Regions from separate parts of the Sus scrofa genome. Here region 1 is linked to region 2. The links are chromatin contacts, called in public Hi-C maps. All regions are on one chromosome and are shown on one strand. The core of a region is the stretch at or near the end of the contact, and the rest is flanking DNA. Distances in the headings are between cores, read along the strand shown.

The links. A called contact is a pair of places that touch in the nucleus more often than the background predicts.
Region 1: a Hi-C map of subcutaneous adipose tissue shows a contact between it and region 2, with 2.9 times the contacts expected there. The contact joins two enhancer-like sites. A contact is called at or near these places in 1 of 5 promoter capture datasets (liver), 24 of 47 Hi-C or Micro-C datasets (alveolar macrophages, blood, embryonic fibroblasts and 13 more) and 2 of 2 datasets of contacts at active chromatin or transcription factors (alveolar macrophages and skeletal muscle).

The regions. Positions count from the first base shown.
Region 1 is chr14:2,781,669-2,788,048 of Sscrofa11.1, reverse strand. No RefSeq gene overlaps it. Among named protein-coding and RNA genes, the nearest start is that of NFIL3, 180 kb to the right of the region's middle. Within about 2 kb of position 1,313, at least 4 of the 83 cell types and tissues checked have an H3K27ac peak or open chromatin away from gene starts, as enhancers often do. A contact at or near this core is called in alveolar macrophages and subcutaneous adipose tissue, where this site is marked.
Region 2 is chr14:2,255,754-2,262,357 of Sscrofa11.1, reverse strand. No RefSeq gene overlaps it. Among named protein-coding and RNA genes, the nearest start is that of SYK, 160 kb to the right of the region's middle. Within about 2 kb of position 3,462, at least 35 of the 83 cell types and tissues checked have an H3K27ac peak or open chromatin away from gene starts, as enhancers often do. A contact at or near this core is called in alveolar macrophages and subcutaneous adipose tissue, where this site is marked.

The sequences.
Region 1 (6,380 bases), core at 64-2,563, 530 kb before region 2:
AGGATGCCTTCCTCTTCCTTCCCCAGCATCCCACTCTCCCCATCCCAGTCTTTTATCCTTTTCCAGTAAGCAAAAAAGAGAACCCTTCTGGGCATGTTTGTGTTTTCCCTTTGAATGAAAAGGAATGGAATTAAGCATTGTAGAGGCTGGCCCGTTACATGCTTTTTTTTTTTTTTTAATTGTAATCAATTGTTATTTCCTCAATACATTTTTTTTCCCTACTGTACAGCATGGTGACCCAGTTACACATACATGTATACATTTTTTTCTCACATTATCATGCTCCATTGTAAGTGACTAGACATAGTTCCCAGTGCTCCACAGCAGGATCTCACTGCTAATCCTTTCCAAAGGAAATAGACTGCATCTATTAACCCCAAGCTCCCCATCCATCCGACTCCCTCCTCCTCCAGAGAAGTGCAAATAAAAACTACCATGAGGTACCACCTCACACATGTCAGAATGGCCATCATTAATAAGTCCACAAATAACAAGTGCTGGAGGGGGTGTGGAGAAAAGGGAACCCTCCTACACTGTTGGTGGGAATGTAAGCTGGTACAACCACGATGGAGAACAGTATGGAGGTACCTTAGAAATCTATACATAGAACTACTATATGACCCAGCAATCCCACTCTTGGGCATCTATCTGGACAACACTTTCCTTAAAAGAGACACATGCATCTGCATGCTCATTGTGGCACTATTCACAATAGCCAAGACATGGAAACAACCGTTATATGTTAACATGAAACAAAGACGGTCTGTGGCTAGACTTTGCTCCACCTGTACCCACATTCCCATCCTTCTCTGTGTCCCAGAAGTGGAATGCACGGCAAGAGGAAAAGGAGCCTCATCAATGCCACGGCATATTTGTAATAAACATGTCGTTACTTAAAAAGCCTTCAGTGCTTTTTGTTGAATTGAAAAGTTCCACTTTGCCTTAAATACTTTGCCTCCTTCCAGTCTTATTGTGGTTTACACCATGCTTTCTTACATAAGAATTACTCTCCAGACCAGAAATTCTTCATTCTGACATCTGTCCAAAAACTGTTTCTTCTGCGACTTGCAGTCATACTACTTGTTTTAATACCACCACCTCCTTCTTCCTGCTGTCACATTCTTGCAGAAAAGGCAAGTGGAAAGAAAACATTCCTCCTGGGAGCCCAGGAAATGCAGTAGAATTCTCGGTCGGGTGATTTTCTATATTTATGTAACCGATAGAAAACAAACACAGACATGTACTACAATCTAGAAACTGCAGTTTGCTCTAGTTTTAAAAATCTCGGTCTGCTTTCTCAAGAAGGAGAGCCACTTACGGCCAGAGTTTATAGATGTGTTACCAACAGGGACAGCTCATGCTGTGATCAGCTTCAAGTTGATCATTTAAAAGCAGTAAGAGGGGAAAGGCTAGACCAAATGACCCAGTTAGCATAGTACATACTTTTAGGAGTTCATAGCCCTACTACGATGGTGGAAAATTGGGGAAAATGGAATTTTCTATCATTGAGTAGTGTGGTGTAGTAGAAAAAAAATATTGATGAGGAAAGATACTGAGGCAGAACTTCATAATTAACCTGTTGTTTACAAAGTAGAAGGCCTCTGGTCTCAGAATATTCATTAAGTATCTAGGGCTGATATGTCAACCTGAGGTTTTTAGTAGCTCCAATATGAGTCAATGGTCTATTTACAGATTAAAGTTATTGAATATTATAAATGATTGGGTCATAGAGTCATCATACATTTAATGTAATCCCAGTGGGAATTTGGAGAGCGAATTCAGCAAGTCTGGCCCAAACATTTTCTGAAAGTGGAAAACATCAATAGCCAATATTATTTTGAAAAATAAGGAAAAAAAAATGGAGATTGTTTTTCCTTGCCAGCAGCAAAACAAATGACAGAAACTTCCTGGGAAATGGAGTAGTTGTACGTTTCCTTCTTCCTCGCCATAAATACAGCTGGAAGTCCTAGAAATTATATATCAAACAAAAATAAGAATACACTGCTTGGCAGAGGGAAGAAGACAGACTGTTTAGATACCTTTGGACCCAAGGAAAGAATGGGTTTTCTTTTCACCCCATATATCCCCAGATTGACTACTGAAGAAGCCAGAAACCTGTAATCACCAACTTGCACAAGACAAAAGAGTTTCTGCAAAAATGCTGCCCCTTTCAGATGAAGGACCAGGAAAGGAGCAGCCGAGCAAGACAGAAAACTTTCAGACAATGATTGCTCTGTTCAAAACCAAATACCGCTGTAACAGTTGTGGCCCCACTGCTACACTCATAGCCAGCTAAGTGGGGAGCTAGACTTCTACCCTTGACAGGCCAACGAGGTGCCCCAACTTCTCACTGGGGTGGAGTCAGAGAAGGCAGAATGAGGAACTGGGAGCTTCATTCATACTGGGTGGTAGGAAGTCCTTCTCCCTTATTCTGTGGTGTTGGTGGAGGTGACGTGGGAAGCTGGGCTTCCACCCCCAGTCAAGGGTCACCTCCCCCTTCCAGCAGGGGTCATGTCAGAAGAGAGCTAATGGAAAATCAGAACTTTCACCTCCCACTAGCAGCCAAAAGGCCACCCTCCCAACCCTGTCAAAGGAGGCCTCCTCCCAACCAGGATGGTATCAGTAGAGGCCTAGCTGGGAGCCTGCATTTCTACCCCCATCTAACAGTCCAGCCGTGCCCAGGAAACCTCCCTCCCCAAATCAGTGGGGACCAGTTGGAAAACCTAGACTTCTACTCACCTGGTGATAACAAGGTAGTGCCTTACTTCTACCTCACCCACCAGACTAGTATCAGAAGGGGCCTGCTAATGGAGTTCCTTGTGGCACAGTGGGTTGCTGCTGTGGCGTGGGTTTGATCCCTGGCCTGGGAACTTCCACATGCTGTGAGCACAGTCAAAAAAAAAAAAAGACAACAGCTAAAACGCAAAACACAGGTTTAAATGAGATGTCTTATGATGTAATATCCACAAGGTCCAGGTCTCACCCAGAACCACGTGACATATAAGAACCAGGAAGATATCAACTTGAATAAAAAAAGAATCTATAGACACCAATGCCAAGATGGTATAGATGTAGAATCATCTGACAGGGATTTTATTTATTTTGTTTTTTGCTTTTTTTTTTTTTTTTTTTTTTTTTTTTTTTTTTTTTTTTTAGGGCCTCATCCGTGGCACATGGAGGTTCCCAGGCTAGGGGTCAAATTTGAACTACAGCTGCTGACCTATGCCACATCCACAGCAATGCTGGATCTGAGCCGTGTCTGCGACCTACACCACAGCTCACGGCAATGCCGGATCCCCGACCCATTGAGTAGGGCCAGGGATTAAACCTGCAGCCTCATGGTTACTAGTCAGATTCATTTCTGTTGTGCCACAATAGGAACTCTCTGACAAGGATTTTAAAGGAGACATCCTAAAAATTCTCAAATAAGTAATTATAGACAGTCTAGAATAAATGGGAAAATATTCTATTTTTCTCATTTGTACTATTAAAACTAATATAATGTTATATCATTTAAACCTCCTAGAAAGAGAAAGTCTTAGCAAAGGAATAGATGCTATAAAGAACCTAATGGGAGTTCCCACCATGACTCACAGAAACAAATCCGACTAGGAACCATAAGGTTTCGGGTTTGATCCCTGGCCTCGCTCAGTGGGTTAAGGATCCGGCGTTGCCGTGAACTTTGGTGAAGGTCGCAGACGTGGCTCAGGTCTGGCATTACTGTGGCTGTGGTGTAGGCCAGTGGCTATAGCTCCGATTTGACCCCTAGCCTGGAAAACTCCACATGCCACAGGTGCGGCCCTAAAAGCCAAAAAAAAAAAAAAAAAAAAGAACCTGATGGAAATTTCAGAACAAAAACATATAGTGACCAAGTAAAAAACTCAGTTTTATCAACAGCCTGAAGAGGAAAGAGAAAAGGAACTTAGAGAGAAAACGATAGAAATTATGCGATCTCAACAACAGAGAGAAAATAGTCTGAAATAAAAATGAACAGAGCCTCATGGACATGTGTTGCTATCACAAAAGATTTAACATTCATGTCATTTGAATTCCAAAAGAAAAAGAGAAGGACAGTGGGGATGAAAAAATTTTCAAAGAAATAATGGCTAAAAAATAGTTATTACGGCAAAAAATCCATACGGGTACAGATTAATGAGGTGAAGTAAACCACAAACATGTAAACTCAAAGATAGCCACTTAAGGACACATCATAGTCAAACTTCCAAAACTTAAAAAAGAAGAAAAAAGTGTGTTAAAAGTAGCTCTGGGAAAATGACACATGATCTACAGGGAAAATGATTTAAATTAAAGCGGATTTCTCATCAGAAACCAGAGAAGCCAGAAGGAAATGGCATATCATTTTTAACATGCTGAAAAAAATCTTTACAACACAAGGATTCGATATCCAGCAAAAATATTCTTTAAGAATGAGGGTGAAATAAAGATGAAAACTGAGAGAATTTATTATCTGAAAACAATAGTGAAAAGAAGTTCTCTAAATAGAAAAGAAATCATAAAACAAAGAATCAGGAAGGAACATCAGGAAGGAGAGGAAAACACAGTAAGAGCAAATATATGTATAAATACAATGACTTCCTTCTCTTCTTGAATTTTCTAAATTATGTCTGATGGCTGAAGCAAAAGGTATATGGTTCTCAATGTGCACAGGGAAATAGTTAAAACAATTAAATATTTAAAACAATTAAAACAAATTGTGGAGGGTGAAGGGGTATAAAGGGAGGTATTTTTTCCTTCACTTTTCTTGATAAAAGGTCAAGCAATAGACGTCAGTAAGTCATGAATATGTAATGCAATGCCAAATGCAACCACTGAAAAAACAACAAAAGAGATACAGTCAAATTGCTATAAATAAAAGTAAAAATTGCATTCTAAAAATGGTCAAGTAAACTAAGAGAGGTGGGAAAACAGAGAATGCAAAAAGGAAAGAAAAACAGAAAAATAAAAGTGCAGACTTAAGCCTTAACAATGCAATAATGAAATTAAAGTGTTCTAAATAAACAAATTAAAAGACAGATTGACAAAGTAGATTTAAAAAGATGACCCAATTATATACGGTCCATAATAATGATATACAAAAGTTAAAGTAACAGGGTGGAAAAGATATAAATTAATAAATATTAATTAATAATTATTGATTAATAAACTATTAAGCAAAAGAAAGCAGAAGTGGCTATATTAATATCAGATAAAGGGGACTTTAGAACAAAGAAAATTACTGAGGCTAAAAAGAAATTTTATGTTGATAAGAGTCAGCATACATAGAAATAGAGCAATTTCAAACGTGAATAAACCAAATAAAAGGGCTGCAAAATATATGAAGCAAAAAGCAAAAACAGATAATGAGAAACAGATCATGCAAAACCCAAGTCCACATTTAGAGTTGGGAACTTAACTATCTCTCGACAGTTGAAAAAACTAGATATAAAAACAGCAAAGATATAGAAGAACTCAACAGCCGTCATCAACAAATAGGAACTAATCAACATTCACAGAACACCCACCGGAACCACAGCGGAACATACATACATTCGTTTCACGAGCCCACAGAAAATATACCGAGCTCGATTCCACTCTGAGCCATAAAATGTACTCAATTAATTAAGAAAAACTGAAATTATGCAAAGTATGTTCTCTGACCGTTTTAGGAGGAAGTAGAAATAAACAAGAGAAAGATAAGTGGAAATTATCTTTTGGAAGTAATTTTCTCTAAGGGTGTGGACAGACATTTGGAACATAAAAAATACACTTCTAAATAATCCATGGGTCAGAGAAGGAGTCAAAGAAAAGCTAAAAAATATGCTGAAGGAAACTGAAATCACATCTTATTAACATGTGTTGGACACGAGTGCTGAGAGGGAAACTTAGAACACTACATGTTTACTTGAGAAATGAGTAAAATTCTTAAATGAATACTGTAAGCTCCCATCCTAGGAAACTAAAAAAATAAGAACCAAATAAACCCAAAGCAGGCAGAAGGAAGGAAATAATAAAGATAAGAGCAGAAAGCAATAAAACTGTGAACAGAAAAACAATAGAGAAAATAAATCTCCAGGCTTATGTGATTTCCCTGAATATTTTACCAAGAGTTTAAAGAATTATCACCAATTCCATACAATATTTTCAAGAAAATAGGAGAAAGAAACACTTCCATCTTATCCTATGAAGCAAGTATTATCCTAGCAGCAAAACCACAGATAGAATATAAAAAAAGACAGGGGTTCCCGTCGTGGCACAGTGGTTAACGAATCCGACTAGGAACCATGAGGTTGCGGGTTCGGTCCCTGGCCTTGCTCAGTGGGGTAAGGATCCGGCGTTGCTGTGAGCTGTGGTGTAGGTCGCAGACGCGGCTCGGATCCCAC
Region 2 (6,604 bases), core at 2,213-4,712:
GCACAAGGCATTAATTTGTTCTTTTTATGGCTGAATAGTATTCCATTGTGTGTGTATGTGTGTGTGTGTGTGTCTCACATCTTCTTAATCCAATCATCTGTCGATGGACATTTAGGTGGTTTCCATGTCTTGGCTATTGTGAATAGTGCTGCAACGAAGATGAGGGTGCATGTGTCTTGTTCAAGGACAGTTTTGTCTGGATATATGCCCAAGAGTGGGATTTCTGGGTCATATGCTAGTTCTATATTTAGTTTTCTGAGGAACCTCCATACTGTTTCCCATAGTGGTTGTGCCAATTTACATTCCCACCAACGGTGCAGGAGGGTTCCCTTTTCTCCACACCCCCTCCAGCATTTGTTATTTGTGGACTTATTAACGATGGCCATTCTGACTGGTGTGAGGTGGTACCTCATAGCTGTTTAGAAAAAATTTTTTAAATTTAATTAAATCACCAGAACTGGCAAACAAAGAAAAGCTAAACCTTTCTCTTGCTTTAGCCTGTGTCATATGGAGATGTTTCCTACAGTGAATCAGCCGTAGCTGAGAGGGGGATGGAAATTGTGAGTTTGATTTTCTGGGGTTTTTTTTCTTTTTTCTTTTCTTTTCTTTTCTTTTCTTTTCTTTTCTTTTCTTTTCTTTTCTTTCCTTTCCTTTCCTTTCCTTTCCTTTCCTTTTCCTTTCCTTTCCTTTCCTTTCCTTTCCTTTCCTTTCCTTTCCTTTCCTTTCTTTTCTTTTCTTTTCTTTTCTTTTCTTTTCTTTTCTTTTCATGGACACACCCATGGCACATGGAAGTTCCTGGGCTAGGGGTCAAATCAGAGCTGCAGCTGAAGCCTACACCACAGACACAAGAATGCTGGTTCCTAGCCACTTCTGTGACCTATGCCACAGCTCACAGCAATGCCTCATCCTTAACCCCTGAGCAAGGTCAGGGATCAAACCCACATCCTGGTGGATACTAGTTGGGTTCGTAACTTGCTGAGCCACAGTGAGAACTCTGTAAGTTAGGTTTTCAATGTGGCTGGTGGGAAGGCGTGTTTGGCTCCCCAGAAGATTTTGGGCAGATCTTTGGGTAGAGAATTTTGAGGGTCAGGGAGAGGGTCAATCTAGAGGGTAACTGTCTCAAGTCTAGAGAAGAGCGAGTATAGACTGTCATTTGAGAACCTGTGTCCTCCAGTGTGCAGAGGGCGAGGTCTGAGATGGGGAAACAGCACCTATGGAGTGATTAAGGCACCTCAGCCCTGGTTCTGTCTATGTAAGAGGCTGTGGGATACCCATCACCTGAGATGTTCACAAATACAGGTGGGCTTTTTGGCGGAAAAGGAGTTTGGCAAAAATAACCTCTTGACATTCTATCCAGCCCTGCAAGAATGAGGTTTTATCTTTTTTTTTTTTTTTTTTTGTCTTTTTGTCTTTTCGTCTTTTCTAGGGCCGCTCCCATGGCATATGGAGGTTCCTAGGCTAGGGATCGAATTGGAGCTGTAGCCTACGCCAGAGCCACAGCAACGCGGGATCCGAGCTGCGTCTGCAACCTACACCACAGCTCACGGCAACGCCAGATCCTTAACTCACTGAGCAACGGCAGGGATTGAACCCTCAAAGGGATCGAACCCTCAACCTCATGGTTCCTCGTTGGATTCGTTAACCACTGAGCCACGACAGGAACTCCAGGATGAGGTTTTAATCACAGTGATCATTTAAGTTTAGGTGATTCTGGATTCATAGACACACAAACCCTGGCCGGTTTGGTGCTCTGAGGGACCTGAGAGACATGACGGGACTGGTACGGAAATGTTCCTTGCTTCATCTCACGGTGATGTGCTGCTCTGAGGAGAGCTTGTCCGGGGGAGGAACGGCTTTGGGTCAGGCTCGTCATGGATGAGGTTGGATGTTTAGGAAGCCCTGAGAAAGGGAAGGTGGAGAAATTCTGCCCCTGTCAGTTCCGACCAAAGGAGTGGCTGGTGGTCCCGGATGGACTGTGTGGGTAGCACACCTTTGGTCCTGAGGAATATAAGAGGCCAAGAAAAGACTCTGTGTACCCTGACATGACAGGAAGAAAGCGGTGGCATACAACTCCTGTTCATGAGAAGAGGGATGTGTGACCCTGGGCAGCCTGACAGCCTGGACCCTTCTGGAGGGTATTAGGGCCAGCCCACGGGGCACTTTGTGACAGTGTAGCAACCTGCCACTGGGCTGGCCCAAGTCCCCCCAGACAGATGTCAGAGGTACTTTATGTTCCAGAGAGTAGGGGACTCTGGGTCTTAGGTCTGTGCTGACCCAAGACAGCTAGACTTGGGGCATGGGGTAGTGTGGGGCATGGGGTGGTCTCACCTAGGACCCAAGTATGTGTATGTTTGTATGAATGTATGTGGGTATGTGTAAGTGTGTGTGTGTGCACATGTGTGTGTGAAGCGATATGTTAGCATGTGTATACATGTGTGTGTGTAGGGGTGAGTGTGTGATTGTGTGCCAGTGAGAGTGTATATGCATGCATTTTTGTGTGTATGATGTTGTGAGTGTATGTACGTGGGTGTGAGTGTTTGCCTGGGAGTCATATGTGAGCAGGTGTGTTTGGATGTTTGTGAGTGTATATGGTGGTGCGAGGGTGGGCATGTGTTTGTGCTAATGTGTGTGAGTGTGTGTGTCAGTGATGGCTGCCCTGGGTGGGCAGGATCTGGCCTTATAGGCACAGGACCACTCTGCGAGGGGAGGGTGCCATTCTTTCATTGTCCTGATGGTGCCTGACACTTGGGCTCCCCACATTTTCGCAGGTGCTCCATGAGCTCGTCAACATCTGCCCAAAGCATCACAGTTAACAGAGGAGAAGCCCCAGCAAGCCAGAGGGGCTGGTACCCCCGTCCATCACTGCATCCCACACCCAGGGGAGACCTGGGAAAGAAGGCGGACCCCCAGCAACCAGGGAGGGAGAAGATTCCAGAAGAAGGGGGCAGAGGAAGTAGAAAGCTGCCCTGACTCCTGTAAATATTTGCTCTCCTTGAACCACGTCGGTTCTCAAGTGTTTCCTCCAACATCTGATCTGTCAGATCACACGCTCGTGTATGCATCTGATTTTCAGCTTCTCCTTTTCAACGAAGCCTGAAGGCGGTGGACCTCCCCTGCTAGGGACACAACTTAGTGAGCACTGGACAGCGCACATGTGCACAAACTCTTTTCCTTCATGAGCTGTCAGCAGTTCCCCTAAATGAATCATCAAACCGGTCTGAAATTCTTTAGTACAGAGGACTTTTTGTAATCCTCTGGAGACTGTGGGTGTGTGTCTTTTGCCCTAAGTACATGCACACACACACGTACACCCTCTTACGCTCTCACACATACAACACAGGCTCACATCTTTTCCTTTCGGGCTGTCATTTGCGCGTGGATCTGAAGATACTTTTGTCGTGACAATGAAGAATCACGTTAAGCTTCAATCAGATCCCGTTTCTCTTTTACAGGACTGCCTTTGCCCCTGTGAGGAGGACCTCAGCTGGGACTCGTGTGGGGGTGCACTGCGGTGGTGAACGGAGCGCCTTCCTGTGGGGGTTGCTGCCACTCAGAAATACAGAAATAACAGAGCAGGCGTGGGGTCATTTTGTTGGCAAGCAAGCCCTGGGTCCCAGCTCTGCAGCACCCCCGTCCCTCCCGAGGCTGGGCTGATGGACTTCATGGCTGTGCTTGCTGACTCTGCCCGCCACCCCCTTGTTTGCGAAAGTCCGGCTTGAATGCCCCACGTGTGAGTCATCGCCAAACGTCTTACATCACTCAGCTTCCTTTGAACTTCTGTTCATTTATTAGCCGCCCCCCCCCCCCTTTCTTGAACTTGTTGTGTGTAAGCGTATTGCCTGTTTCTGAATGTTTTCATCCTGAGATACCAGACTGCTGTGGGGTGTTGTTCCTATATCCATTAAAATGCCATGATGGGGGGTAACGCAGTGGAGAAGGACCAAGAGTCCCAAACTCCAGGGAAGACTCTGGCAGAAACGTACCCAGCCTGTAATTTCAGTCTGTTTTATGTCCCTCTCCTCATTTGCTTAAGACCCAATGCTTGTGTGACGTAGAGACCTTACATGTCTCCTTCACTGAGATGAAGGGTTCCCTGCATGCCTGCAGGGAACGTCAGGGTTATTAAGAGAACGAGAGGAAGAATGACAAGGAAATGACATTGTGTCTAGGTGTGTTTCTCTAAATCCACTGAAAACAGTATTCTCTGAACCTGTTCCCTCTTCCCACTTGCTGAGCGTGAGAGCAGGGGCTGTATTTACAAGTCCTGCGAGTGGCGCTGTCCAGCTTCTTCGTCCGGCCCAAGTGGGTGGACTGCAGGCTGGTGGGGCTGGACCATGTGGCCAAGTGCCAGCACCATCACCTGTAGTCTTGTTTGCTGATTAGACTGTCACAGAGCGTCCGGGACACCCCAGATGAAGGCTGCGTTCTTGGTTCTTGGGTGAGCAGGAGCCTCGCAGGGGATGAAGTGTGTGCAGTGTTGAATGACTGCCCCCAAGTGTCCTTCTGCGGGAGAGGAGTGCAAGAAGGCAGCCTGCTGCTGCCTCCCCTGGGAGAGGGCCTCTGTGGGTGGGGAGCGTGCAGAGAAGACCCGGGAGAAGGATGCTGTGTTGTGAGAGCTCAGTGGGAGCTTGACCATTGGAGGACCGCTTTGGAAAAGCAAGGAGCCCTGGCCATGCTTCTAGAACACAGCCAGGTGTCAAAAGTCTGCTCTCCCTTGTCAGACAAGCATTGTCACTCACCCTCTGGGGTCAAGCAGCCTCTTGGTGGAGGTGATGCCTGTAAGGCAGGCAGCTGTGCCTTGAGGGACAAACTGCTGTCCTGTGCTAGTACCCTCCTGGCCCACTGCTCCCCTTTTTTGTGAATTTCACAAAGGTGCCCTTCCAGGACTCACTCCTTTGGTGCCCCCAGCTGGGCACCTGGCCCAGATGAGCAAATCCCAGGCTGGGTCCGGACTCCTTTTCCCCGTGACTAGGCAGAAATCGGACCTGCAGATAATTTGCACACTGTCATCTTCCACCCAAGTTGGCAAAGGATGGAATCCTCAAAACTGGAGAGTGGTCTGAATTTTTTATCCCAGTGCTTGGAGCTCTTAGCTGGTCCTCTCGCCTCTATCCTCCTCCTCCGTCTTGGCCCGCTCAGACCAGCTCTGCTCATTTTCTACATTTTTCTTCCAAATCCTCTTTTCCTAAGTTCCAGGTTTATTTCAACTTTTATAATTTTAATTCTCAGGAGCCGGTCGTAATCTTTGATTATTCTTTTTTATGCCAACTCTTCTCGATTTATGGATATACTGTTTTCTGTTCTTTCTCTAAAGACATTAACGACAATTTTTTTGAGGTTGTGTTTTGTTTGCGGTCTTGTCTCTGTTTTCTCTCATGTGCTACAGGAAGAGTAGCAGCAACTCATCATATGATTATCTGCCCCTTTTTTGGCTTTTTAGGGCTGGACTCACGGCAAATGGAGATTCCTAGGCCAGGGGTTGAATCAGAGCTGTAGCTGCCAGCCTACACCACAGCCACAGCAACACCAGATCCGAGCCATGTCTGCGACCTATACCACAGCTCACAGCAACGCCAGATCCTTAACCCACTGAGCAAGGGCAGGGATCGAACCTGCGTCCTCGTGGATGCTAGTCAGATTAGTTTCTGCTGAGCCACAACGGGAACTCCATGAGTATCTGCTTTTTAAAAGTAACTTATTGTGCTGAAATCCACATGCCATAGAATTAACCACTTTAAAGTGAATAGTTTGGTGGCATTTAGTAAAGTCACGATGTTGTACAATCATGATTTCTTAGTCCCAAAACATCCTTGTCACCCTCCCCCAAAGGAAACCCCATACCCATTAAGCAGTGACTCCCATTCTCCCCAGCTCCTGGCAAAGAACAACCTGAGTTCTGTCTCAATAGATTTATCTATTCTGGCCATTTTGTATGGCTGGAGTTGTACGTGACCTTTTGTGTCTGCCTTCTTCCATTTAGCATAATGTTTTGAAGATCCATTCAGCTAGCATAATGTTTATAACATGTGTTATACTTAATTCCTGTAAATGGTGAATAATATACCATTGTATGTATTTACCATAATTTGTTTATTTAGTCATCCATGAATGGACATTTGGGACATTTCCACCTTTGGCTATAGCAAACAATTCTGCTATGGAAATGCACGTACATATATTTGTTTCAATACCTGTTTTGAATTCTTATTGGGTACATACTCGGGAGTAGAATTGAGGGGTCAAACGGTAACTCTATGTTTAATTTTTGAGGAACTTCCAAACTGTTTTTCAAAGGGGCTTCTCCATTTTACGATCCCACCAGCAATGTTTGAGGGTTCTGGTTTCTCCACATCCTTGCCAGTACTTGTTGTTGTCTCTCTCTTTTTTTTTTTTTTTATTAGAGCCATTCTAGTGAGTGTGAAGTGGTTTTTGCATTGTGGTTTTGATTTGCATTTCCCTAATGACTAATGATGTTTTCACGTGCTTATTGGCCATTCGTATATCTTCTTTTGAAACATGCCTATTCAGTTCCTTGGCCCGTTTTTAAACTGGCTTGTCTTTTTTTTTACTGTTTAGTTGTAAGGGTTTTTCAGTGTTTCAGATA